2 separate regions of the Rattus norvegicus genome follow, and region 1 is linked to region 2. Evidence: chromatin contacts called from public Hi-C data. All regions are on one chromosome and are shown on one strand. Each heading gives the region's core, a stretch centred on a gene start, on an enhancer-like site or on the middle of the called end of the contact. The rest is flanking DNA. Distances are from core to core; before and after follow the strand shown.

Region 1 (6,152 bases), core at 2,055-4,554, 83 kb after region 2:
GGGAGGGGAGGGGGAAGAGGAGGAGTCATAATCATTTCAAAGTAGATTTTCCAGTTCATTCCCCCCTTACACTGCTGGTGCAGGAGAGACATGAAGTGGGGTGAGGGCTCCAGTCAGAGCATCGTTGACTAACCCTGTCGTCCTCAAATGAAGTGCTTAAGCCACATGACCCAGAGTCAGCTTTCCACCGAGCAAGCAATGGGGTGGGGAGCGGGTGGGGAGAGCCGTCCCGGGCTCTCATAGAAGACCTTGGACAGACGTCCACAATTTCCATCCTTATACCTGTCTTTGTTCCCCACCCATGGCCTGGATCCTTTGCAAACAGAAACACTTGTCACATTCAGTTTTCCCCTCTTCCTCTACCCCAAGCCTCCCTGGTTGTGATCCAGATCACCAAGAGGAAAATGGAGTAACTGTAGTAACTGCATAGGCCTTGAGATGGGTTCGCCAGTGAAAAGGTTCTTTGGCGTTGTGTTTGGGAAGCGAGGTTAGGGTTTGATTTATAATTAGTATGAAGGTGGTATAGTGAGCGTTATATATTATATATAACATATATATATAGGTTAGAGGACTGGACTCAGGTACTAAGGACATGCTCAGAAAGTATGTTTGCCCTCTGAACTATCTCAATGGCCCTACCTACTTAAGACAGGGTCTCTTGTATCCCAGACTGGCCTTGAACTCCCTATGTAGCCCTTGAATTTCCGACCCTCTGATCGGTACCTCCTGTGTAGTGGGGATAAACTGTGTGTCAACACACTGAGTTATGGAGTACTGGGGATGGAACTCAGGAATTCAATCACCTAGGCAGGCAGTCTACAAGGGAGCTATACGCCCAGCCCTTAAGTCACTATTGTTTTGCTTTGAGACAGGGTTTCATTCCGTAACTTCTCGTAGTGAATTCTAGCTCACTAGAATTCTTTCAGTAGACCAGGTTTGCCTTGAACTGACATAGTGACCTGCCTCTGCCTTCCAAGTGCTGGGATAGAAGGCATGCGCCACCACTCCCAGAGAAATCTCTGTTTTAATCCCGTATTGTCAATTTACATTGCATAAGCATATGGAATGACTCAGAACCTTGCCTAGGAATTAAGTCCTAAGAGTCGCTGAAGCCAGGACCTCCTGCGCAGAGGGAATGTGAGTCGACCCATTCTTTGGTCTAATGTAGCTCTTATCAGTAACCCTGACAGCGGTCCAATTGCAGCATGTCGACTCAGAGTTTGCGGGGGCTCCTCATACGCACACGGTGTCTTACGTGACTTTAAATAGGCTCAAGTAGGCTGCTGCTGTTACCCCATCAATGGAGAGAAGCCAAGGGAAAACATTGCTGCCCAAAGATGTGATGAGAATTTGGACTTTCACTTAAACGAAGGGTTCTGTTTTGTTTTACTTCTAATATATCATTGGCCAACAAACTTTGGCTCTTTATTCATTTAATTTCCAATTAAAACATGAATTTCGATGTGTGGCCTATAGAATAGAATGCAAGATATCCTACAATTTGAAATTTTCTAGAAGTCACAATTAGAAAAGTAAAAAGAAACTGGTGAGATGAATTCAAACAACAAATTTACCTAACTCAAGATACAATTTCTACATGAAATGGTGGTGGACAATAAAAATAAGAGATTTCCAGCTGGAGAGATGGCTCAGCATTTAAGAGCACTGGCTGCTCTTCCAGAGATCCTGAGTTCAAATCCCAGCAACCACATGGTGGCTCACAACCATCTGTAATGGGATCTGATGCCCTCTTCTGGTGTGTCTGAAGACAGTGACAGTGTACTCATATACTTAAAATAAATAATTCTTTTAAAATAAATAATAATAATAATAATAATAACAATAATAGATTTTTTTTGGTTCTTTTTTTCAGAGCTGGGGACCAAACCCAGGGCCTTGCGCTTCCTAGGTAAGCGCTCTACCACTGAGCTAAGTCCCCAGCCCCACAATAATAGATTTTTATATTGTTCTTGTCTTGTTTTTCCCTAGTTTTAAAAGCCACCGTGGGCAGGTGTGTTGTACTCTCCAGTAACCCCAGAATCTGGGAGTCTGAAATAGGGGAGCCTAAGAATAAGGCAAGTGAGCCTGGGCTACACATCAAGACCTTCTTGGAAACGAGAGAGAGAGAGAGAGAGAGAGAGAGAGAGAGAGAGAGAGAGCGCACAGAACAAGAAAGGAGAGAAAAGGAGAAGAAGCAAGAGGAGGGAGGGGAAGGAAAACAGAGATGCAGTTGAAAACAGGATGTAGAGAAAGCAGGACACCGGGAGTCCCCATCTCTCCTGGTACCAACAATGGTCACTTAGAATCAGCCAAAGTGGGGCTGGGGATTTAGCTCAGAGGTAGAGCACTTGCCTAGCAAGCGCAAGGCCCTGGGTTCGATCCTCAGCTCCGGAAAAAAAAAAAAAAAAAAAAAAGAAAGAAAGAAAGAATCAGCCAAAGCTGCTGACTAGGGATAAGAAAGAGACCATAGTATTTATACACTCTGAGTTTTTCGGAGAGCAACCCCGTCCCCAAAAAGGGGCTGGAGATGTTTCTCAGTGACCGCACTAGGGAAGTCCAGCAGACAGGGCACCATCGAATAACAGGACACCCTAGAGCTGGCACTAGAAGTCACTAATTCAGATCATCATTTAATGGACTTTTGGACCCTGTCCAGCCAGTTTCCAATTTAAGCCAGGTCACCAGGACCACCATGTCAATCAAGTATAAACCAAGAGCTGTGTTTGAAAGCTGAGGTGCCCCTGTCACTACCCTGCTCAAAGACCCCAAGGGATACATCCCATCCCTGCCTCAGTCATTTAATAATGGGCATGAAAAAGCGACTCTATCCCGTGATAAAGACGGGGACATTCCAAACAATAATACCAATAAGAACTAAGTCCATGTGCTCGTTGAGCCTCGCAGATTTCAGGTGATCAGAATGAGCGCAGGACAGGAGATTTCTGCATGGAAAGCTCAGCTCTGCTGGCTGAAAATGAAATTTAAACTTTTTTGAAATTTACGCTTTGATGACTAACTTGTTTTAATCTTCATTATCTGTTTGTTCTTTGAGTGGGCGCTAAGCGAGTGCAGTGCCCCTGACCTGCACTCCCTGATGACCTTCTCACTCTGTAGCCCAAGCAGGTCTTGAACTTGCAATCTTCCAGCCTCAGCACCACTCCCCACCCCACAAGCAGCTGAGCGTTCCTCACCAACCCAGCCTCATTTCTACACATTCTTGCAAAACAACAAACCCAGAACTGTCTGTCTCTGGGCCAGCGACCACCACCCCCAGTTGAAGAAGGAAAACCCGGGAGTCTAATTAGAGCATCACGAAGCAGTACTGCCATCTGGTGGCAGCCTCAGTCACAAGCACGTTCCCTGGGAGGACGTGATCAGCTTCTGGGAACGTGTTTTTCAAAATGTGCTCTCTGACCCATGGAGCTTGTTAAAAATGCACATTGCGGAGCCCTGTAGAACCCCAGCCTCCACGACAGACACCAAACACCCACAGTTGACTCGATGTCCCAAGTCATCTTCGTGCACAATAAACAAGAGGAGAGCATCAATCTAAAGAACTTGTCTAATTGATGCAAGCTGAGAAAATTCAGAGGCAGCAAAGGTTGGAGGACTCATTTTCCCTAATGCTGAACAGAGAGGAGATTGCTATTCTCTGCGTCTGGTGGACTCCACGGAATTGTTTGATGTAGAAATAACACCCTGTGCACAGTGTACACAAAGCTGAAAGGAACCTAAATCCCATCTCTCTCTCTCTCTCTCTCTCTCTCTCTCTCTCTCTCTCTCTCTCTCTCTCTCTCTCTGTCTGTCTCTCTCTCTCTCTCTGTCTCTCTCTCTCAGTCTGTCTGTCTTTCTGTCTCTATGTCTGTCTGTCTGTCTCTGATGAAACCCTGAAACCCTGTCATCAGGTACCTGTAGCTCCTCCCCTCCCTCGTCACCCCAGCCCAACTCTGTCCCTTTCACATCTGGATCCTTCCAGCTGAATCACTTCAAAGCCCCCTCTCTCACTTCACCTCCATTCCCCAGCTCTGTAAAACTTGCAGCACTTTCCACCCGTCAAAGTAACAGCTTGTTTCACATCACCTTCTCAGAGGGCTCTCCGGGGAGCCTTTTAGACTAAGCTAGGAACTCCCCACTTTTTTAGTCCAAAAAAATTCACTATATGGAATCACATTGCCTGATACACACATCCTGCACACACACACACACACACACACACACACACACACACACACACTGGTAAACTCTTCACAGGCAGAGCTGTGTCTCCAAGATTCTCCAACCCAGCAAAGCCTCTACCACATAGCTAACGGGCTTTGCTCCACATTTGCAGAGTGAATATGTGTTTTCAAAAGCAACAAGAAGTCAGTGTCTGAGTTTTGTTTTTTGGTTTTTTTTTTTTCAATATAAAGTGGTAAAACCAGGAGTGTGCGGGGAAAGGGCAGGAACAGAGCAACCTGGGAATGTCCTCACCACCTCCCAGGAAAGGAGTGATTTCCCCAGAGGACAGAGGCCTGTCACATCTTGCTCAGCTAATCTGACAGAAGCCAGCTGCAGTGGTTGTCCTGCCCTGGGGAAGGCAGCATGCTGAGTCTGGGAACCACTTGCCGCTGTTTGCCCCTGGGGACAGGGGCACAGGGGGAGGGTAATTGACTTGTCTCCCAAATTTATTTATTAATTCCTAGCTGCACCATTTGATGTGGTTTCCAGGAGGCACGAGTTGAAATCTGTTCACTGCCTTTTCCACCTATCCCCAACCTCATGTAGCAATGGCCCCTAGGGAGCCTGGTAAACCTCAGAGTCTGCTCACCAGTGAGGCTTCAGGCAGGCAGGGTCTAGACCTGGTGCCCACCACACAGAAGGGGTGAGCTCCTGTTCAGGGCTCAGCCCCAAGGATGCCGATTCTGATACTGGCGAGAGTGAAGAGGTAAGTCAGCAGGCTGCTCAGAAGGCCTGGATCTCCACGGGACGTGTAACTGTACTTCTGGCTACTATACTGGATCCTGATATTTACTCCCCTTCTCCACCCCAATCCCTTCCACCCCTCAACACTGGTAGAAGAAAGTTTAAAGGGGAAAGGGGCATAGATCTCTTTAGACTACTCCCTGATGATTAGGGCATTGAGTGTCTAGGGGCAAGTCCAGTGTTCACTGTCAAGATATCTCCGACCAGCAATCCACCCAAACAGCAAAACAGCCAATAGCAAAAGCAGCGGCAGGAACCAGCAGCAGCCTCCACAGGCTCTCCGGGCTCTGGCATTTTTTATAACCTCTCAAGAGTCCCCAGAATTCCAAACTTAAACTATCTTTCAGCTGGTAGAATCATGCCCCTGCCAGAGCACGAGACAGATTCCAGTCAGCTGCTGTGGACAATCTGAAGCAGCCCCATATTCCACACCTGGGATTGAAGCAAAAACAGACTCATATAAGTGGGTTTAAAAAAAATCTCACAAGAAGGAAGTCTCTGAGATGAAGCCTTCGGCCATGGGAAGGAGGAATCAGTGACTAGAGAGGAAGCCCCGGTAAACCAGGGCTGATGGAGTAGATATGTTATCCCAGCACTGGGAGGCAGAAGCAGGAGGACCAGGAGTTCCAAGTCATTCTTGACTACAGAACAAGTTCCAGGTCAGGCTGGGCTACAGGAGTCCCTATCCTAAGCTCGAGAGTGTGCTTGTTCCTGCACACACGCACATGCGTGCACACGCTGAGAAGGGAACTGAGGCTGTAACTCCATTGGCAGGGTGCTCTCTAACATCCACTGAGTCACTGGCACTGCATAAACTGGGCGTAACGGACACCCTGGGCTACAGGAGACTTTGTCATAGTGGCAGGCCAAGGCTAGGAAGACATTGTTAGAAGTGAGGCTCACCTGGTCACAGGCACCATAGGTCATTCTAAGTGAACAACAGAGTTTATGTCCAAATGCCAGGCTGATGCCGGCTTCGTTCTTCCTCTAGGACCTGCACATTTCTGCCTAATGTAAATGGGTTTGTAATCGGGGAAACAGAGTAAAGACAGGGTGGAAAGGCTGTGGTCTAGACCTACGTATGCAAACTTGCATCCTCCTGGCACACAGCCTTGAGCACACGTGGGCAAGTGCGGCAGGGACAGCCATGTGCAGTGCGCTCTGTGCACACATTGAAGGTGGGAGGTAAG
Region 2 (6,047 bases), core at 1,012-3,511:
ACATACACACTCTCTTACACATACACACACTCTCACATACACACTCTCTCTCACACACTCTCACACAGACATACTCTCTCACACAGACACACTCACACACACTCTTCACACACATACACTCTCTTTCACACAGACACAGTCTCACACACACACTCTTCACACACATACTCTCTTTTTTACACACACACTCTCTCTTACACACACACACACACACACACACACCTGCCTAAGATATGGAGATAAATGTTTTGGTGCAGAACTGAAACCATCATTGTCTGCCTTCAGAGGAGGCTAGGAACAGGCTGGTTTTACCCTAAGCTGGGTCCAAAAGATGGGTCTCTCTCTTCTGAGCTCTTCAAAGTTCCGAGATGCTGGTGGCAGGCCAGCTCCATGCACTGGTACCAGTGCATGCTGCGCACGGCCCCATTGTAAGAGTGCCACATGCCTGGATTCATATCTTGATGTCCCCATTTTTAAATCCTTGCTAATTTTTACACCAGAGGCCCTGCATTTTTCATTTTGTGCTAGGTTCCACAAATTGCATAGCCATTGGCATTGGTGGGAAGATCAAATTGGCTTGTTGTGTCCTTAGAAGAGCTGATATCCCTACTGTCCCATCTCCCCCACCTAAGCAGGGTGTCAGGAAGGCTTGTGTCATACCAGGGTCCTCAGTCACCAGGGGACACCATCAGGAGCTAAAGGCCTGCTTGGCCTAGAAACCCCCTTGGGGACAACTGCTCAGAGGACTTGCTGGCCCAGCCTGTGAATTCTCGCCCTCTGACAGTCCTCCCCAGCTGCCCCCACCCCGCTCTTCAGCTCAAGTGTGAAACCACAGCTGGGCACCAGCCAAGTGGGCTTGGGTTTCATCACACTTGACTTCCCACGCCCAGGGTCCAGAGGAGCTGCTGGCCAGAAGCCTGGCCTGAGAGACAGATGAGAGGGCAGGCTCAGAAAGCTGGGGCTCCAAAGTGCTTTGCCTCAGTTTCCCCTCTCTGTGATAGGACAGGATTCTGTAGGACCAGAGTGGGTACCAGGATACAGAGAAGGTGCCAAGGCTTTAAAGGGATGTCCATAGAGCAGTGGCCATGTATAGGTATGGAAATGCACTTAAATCAAAGAGGTGAGGTTTTGTTCCTGGTTCTCTTGAAGGCCAATAGCTCGCTATATTGGCTCATGTTGGATAACGCAGATATGAATTTTTTTTTTAATTGAAAGTTCTATTGAAGTATGACTCCTGGCTGAATCATCAAAGTTGCTGGGGACATTGGTAACTTTGCTGCCCTGGATAGGAGGGGGTCTAGAAGACAGACATTGAGGAAACTCAGCCCTCCCCTGACCTCAAGATTGAGGGGGCAAACCTCTTCTAAATGAATCTGGCCTGGTATTGGATGCATTCCTCCCTTGAGTTCTGGAGCAGACTGAGGGCTTCTCTGTTGACTGGCTAGCACTGCCAGGAGAGTCTCTGGGAAGGAGGTGGTGCAAAAGAAATGTTTCACCCAGCGAGGGGTTCCACTCTGGAGCCCCTTCTGAATGGGAAATCGTGTCACTCCCTCTGGTCTCCCCTCAGAAGAGTCAAAGGTGCTTTCCCACTAGGCACACTTGCAGGCCCCAGAGCACAGGCTCTCAAACTTCAGTTTTACAGACATTTGGGGTCACTTCAGTTTAGAGGGCTTTATCGTTTGGCCCGACTGTGTTGAATCATTTGGAGGACCTTGATTCGATCTGAGTACATTTCAAAGAGATACAGCAGAAAGAGTAAGGTCAGGTGGTTAAAAAAAAAAAGTGAGAGGAGAGAAAAGTGGGGTGGGGGAGGGGAAAATGTTGTTTGGGAGACGGCCTTATACCGTGTCTCCTTCTGAGGTGTTCCTTCTGAGCGTGGTGTCACCCACTCCTCACGATGACCTTCTAAGTTGCTAAATTCGGCTCTGGGAGGTTTCACAGCATCCCAGCCATCACATGGTTCCCCGGGAATCCAGCTGGACCCTGTTTTCTTTTCCCTCCCTTCCCCCGCCCCTTCCCTCCCTCCTGTCTTGAATATTTTCGAATGAAATCAGCCCGGGAAGCAGAGAAAGCTCAGAACTGTGAATACGTTTTTTTGTTTTCTGGGCTCTTTCGGCAGTGACAGGAAGCTTGGCTGCATGCAGGCGTCTGAGGCCTGCCTCTCAATGGTGTTTTTAAGGCATGTAAAGAGTCTCAGTTATAAATATCCAAAGACTTTGCTCGGCGGCCCATGGAGTCCCCACCCTGCCCCCGGCAGGGCCATTCGGGACTTCCTGCCTGCAGTCCTCTAGACAGAACCAGCTTAGTACATCTGGGAAGGGTGGGATAAGAGATGGGTCTTGGCTAGGAAACCAAAGATGAGAGAGGACCCCAAAGTTGCTCTTTCCTGTCTCTAGGATGCGGACCCTCTACAGCCCTCAGGTAAACCGTTTACAACGTTGGGTAAGCCTGTCATGTGACCCGCTATGAATATTCTAGAATGACCTCCTTTACACGGGTGAGGAAGTCGAGGCAGCTCTGGAAAGCTCACTCTTCCCCTACAAGTACCCTCTGAGGCAGGTTGGGTCCCATTCCACAGATAGCCAGAGATGAAGTGACCACACAGTCACTGGAGAGCCACCTACAAGGGCCTCTTGTGCCTGGCTTCAGGCAACATGCTGACTCTTGAAGCTGGCCCTGGCCCTCGACCCCAGGCACCTCCTGCCTTCCTCCAGGTCCAGCCACAGTTGATTTAGCATTTCCTGCCCTTTTGACAACCTCTGTGCACAGAACAGCCCTTATTCAACCGCATCTCCTGAGCATGCCTTCCTTGGGCTTCACTAAGCACCCAATCTGAAGCAGGATAAATCGTCTGCATTTAACTACCTGATCAGAAACATGTTCCCGGTTCCTGTCCCTGCCCTGCTGGGAAGCACATTTCTCGAAGGGTTAATTAACAGCCCTCACATAGCCACATTTAGCCACAAACACAAAGCCACACACATAAATAACGTCTCAGGCGGAAGGAGAAGCGCAGATGGTTTCTGACTTTGCTGTATAGTTTTCTGAACCGGCGTGAACCACGTCCTGTCCGGGTCCAGGGCCATGACTCAGGGTCAGGCTTTGAGGTGGGCCAGGCCAGACTCTGCTCTGTTGAAAGTCTCAAAAAGAGAGCACATTGCAGAGCCAAGGGCTGTGGGAGAGGGCGGAGCAGGTGGGGGATGAGGCTGCTACCCCGCCAGGAGCCAGAGAAACTGAGTGAACCAAGCTCAGGCCACAGAACCCGCTGCTGGAGACTGCTGAATGTATCCTGGGGGTTCTACCCGATTCAGACTTGGGCCTAAGGGTTCCACCCCAGCCCTGCAGAGCCACAGCATGGGGCTAGAACACTCCTTATCTACGGGAGTTTCACAGAACTAGGAAAGAGTAGAGAACATTACTAAAAAAAAACCTGGAATAACACCCCCTACCCCGCACCTTACAACACACCCCCCGAGTGCACCCCACCCATATGTAGCAGATGTGCACCTTGGTTTTCATGTGGGTCCTGAACAGCCTGAGCCAGGGCTATCCCAAAACCTGTTGCCTGTCCGTGGGATCTGTTCTTCTAGCTGGGCTGCCTTGTCTGGCCTCAGTGAGAAAGGAAGCACCTAGCCTCACAGAGACAAAATGCCAGAGTTGGGGGGAATACCAAAGGGTTCCCCACCCACACAGAAAAGAAAGGGAGGGGGATGAGGGAAGGATTGTGGGAAGAGGTGACCAGGAGGGGAGCAGTGGACAGGATGTAAAGTGAGTATATAAAAAACTGAATTAATTAATTAAAAAAGCAAAAACAGAAAACTTGGAATATTCTAGAAAGGACATCAAAATAATTGCAGTGTTCCGGCTTCTCTGAGGATAACATCCTATATATGTCGTCTCAGCCCCACCCACTCCAACACTCCCTTCCCACAGCCATTAGGACACATCCAAATGTTGTCCTAGACGCTGAAGGGAACATGGGAATCAGGTTATGGAAGTCAGCACGACCAGAGGGTCTCTGAAGCCAGAGGAGGGGAAAACAAGAATCAGAGGGAGCCATTTAAACACATTCTGGGTGTCAGTGACCTGGGGACAAGGAGAGGAGACAGGAAAGCAAGCTGTTGGCCGCCAGCCTTCACGCTTTGCCTCTGCGTTCATCCACATTTGGCCTCAGAACCCCTAGGGAGACTCCGTTTGAGAGTTCGGTCCTCCCTTAGCTCTCCTAGAATCCAGGATCTGGGCTCTGTGAAGGGAAGGGACCATTTTGAGAGGATTCTACCCTGCAGGAGGGCGCCCCCTTGTGATGGGGCTAGGCAGCCTCAGCATAGCCTAGGCTCCCGGTGAAATAGATTAGGCACTCCGTTCAGGGAAAACTCAGTGTCTAGGGCTAAGGATTCAAAGACAAATGGGAGCTGAATGCCTAAAAGCAGGGCTCTGTGTCTGGGGGCAGTGGTTTTTCCTTGGGAAATTTCCCACAGATTGGCTCTCTCTCTACATACTGGCTTGCTCAGAGTTCAGATGGTGACTGTGGTCCGACAGAGGGTTACTCTGGGCCAGTCACGTGACCAGTGACCCCCTTCTGTTTTGAGCTCTCTCTCTCCTCTCTCTCTCTCTCTCTCTCTCTCTCTCCCTCCCTCCCTCTCTCTCTCTCTCTCTCTCTCTCTCTCTCTCTCTCTCACACACACACACACACACACACCCATCACTTGGCTCCCTCTAGGCTGCTTTTTCTGAGCACTGTGCCCACCTGACGCATTTACTCAGTCCCTCGGGAACCCAGACCTCATCCTACCCCAATAGGGTCTATGACACATCATGGCTGCCAGGCTGGAGCCAACCCTTCTATTTTCTCAGAAGGATCAAAGCTCCATCCCAGCTCTGCAGGGAGGAAGCAGTTTTGACTCGTGCAAATATCTATAGTCCATTTGGGATTTTACTTTGGTGAGAAATAAATACACAGCCATCTGCAGATGATGGAGATATGACTTAAGTAGCTTTTTTTTGTCCGAGCTCTTGGGCCAGAGCCCAGATGGAAATACGGCCTTGTATCTCAGTCTCCCTTGCACGCTTTCGGAAAAAAAAGAAAGAAAGAAAGAGCAGGGGGAAAGGGGGGTTGATGGAAACAGAAGTTCAAAATGGAGCGTGCTATATTTCTTGGCCCAGGAAAGAAAAAATAAGCAGCAAATATATCTCCATTCAAGGGTGCGCTATCTGCTTCATCCTGGCCAAGAACTCACGCTCCTCCCTCTTCTGACCGGGAATTACTGCGCCTACGAAAGACTGAAAGGCCCTCACGCCCACTAGAGCCAGGGCAGGCAAACAATGGGCCGGCAAACCCCTGCTCCGCCAAGGCCTCTCCCTGCAGCCCCCAGAGGCCATAAGATTGGGAAACACGGGCTATTTTTAATGTGTTATTTGTCCACCAACTGTGGCTCCATGGCCTGAGAAACAGTGTCGTCTGTGGGAGGTGGCACGGGTTTTTTTGTTTTGTTTTGTTTTGTTTTTTTAAACTTGCTCAGACAAAGCCAACATTTTCGCAACTTTCAAGAAACGCCAAAAGAGCTGTGCTGCCCAAGGGTGACCTCTTCCCTGGCTTGTCCCTCCACTCTACAGAGGATTCTCCCTAGGTTTGTCTGGGAAGCAGCCCCCTGCCACAGTGTGCTGGTCAGCAGTGACCGCAGCGTCAGATCTGGGGCCTGGGAAAGGAGAGACAGGAGTTGGGGAATCCAGCTGTTGAGGGAGACACAAACCTGATCTGGTGGCCTCAGGGTGGCTGAAAAGGCGTTTGGTCCATTGGGGTCATCCCTACAAGAAGTCTGAGAGGTCCCAAACAGGGGAGATGGCTTTGTCCTCAGAGTGGCGCGTCTGGGGGCTGATGGGCCTTCGAGAATGCTGGCAGGACCCGTGGCTGGAACAATATAGCTGGTTTAACAGAAAGCTTTCTGTTTCTGGGGTTTCTTAGGGCTTGTGAAGGGATCGTATACCATGTCTCCAGTGGCTTCCTCCATTCTGCCGGAAGGAGAGGAAGTGGAGAAGCAAGATGACGG

The links. Hi-C and Micro-C count contacts between places; a contact is called where the count stands out from the background.
Region 1: a contact with region 2 is called in a Hi-C map of Schwann cells, with 6 times the contacts expected there. The contact joins two enhancer-like sites. A contact is called at or near these places in 6 of 12 Hi-C or Micro-C datasets (the Rat2 cell line, Schwann cells, kidney and 3 more).

The regions. Positions count from the first base shown.
Region 1 is chr6:16,537,532-16,543,683 of GRCr8, forward strand. No RefSeq gene overlaps it. Among named protein-coding and RNA genes, the nearest start is that of Trnai-uau2, 42 kb to the right of the region's middle. Within about 2 kb of position 3,305, at least 4 of the 93 cell types and tissues checked have an H3K27ac peak or open chromatin away from gene starts, as enhancers often do. A contact at or near this core is called in Schwann cells, where this site is marked.
Region 2 is chr6:16,455,675-16,461,721 of GRCr8, forward strand. No RefSeq gene overlaps it. Among named protein-coding and RNA genes, the nearest start is that of Trnai-uau2, 120 kb to the right of the region's middle. Within about 2 kb of position 2,262, at least 45 of the 93 cell types and tissues checked have an H3K27ac peak or open chromatin away from gene starts, as enhancers often do. A contact at or near this core is called in Schwann cells, where this site is marked.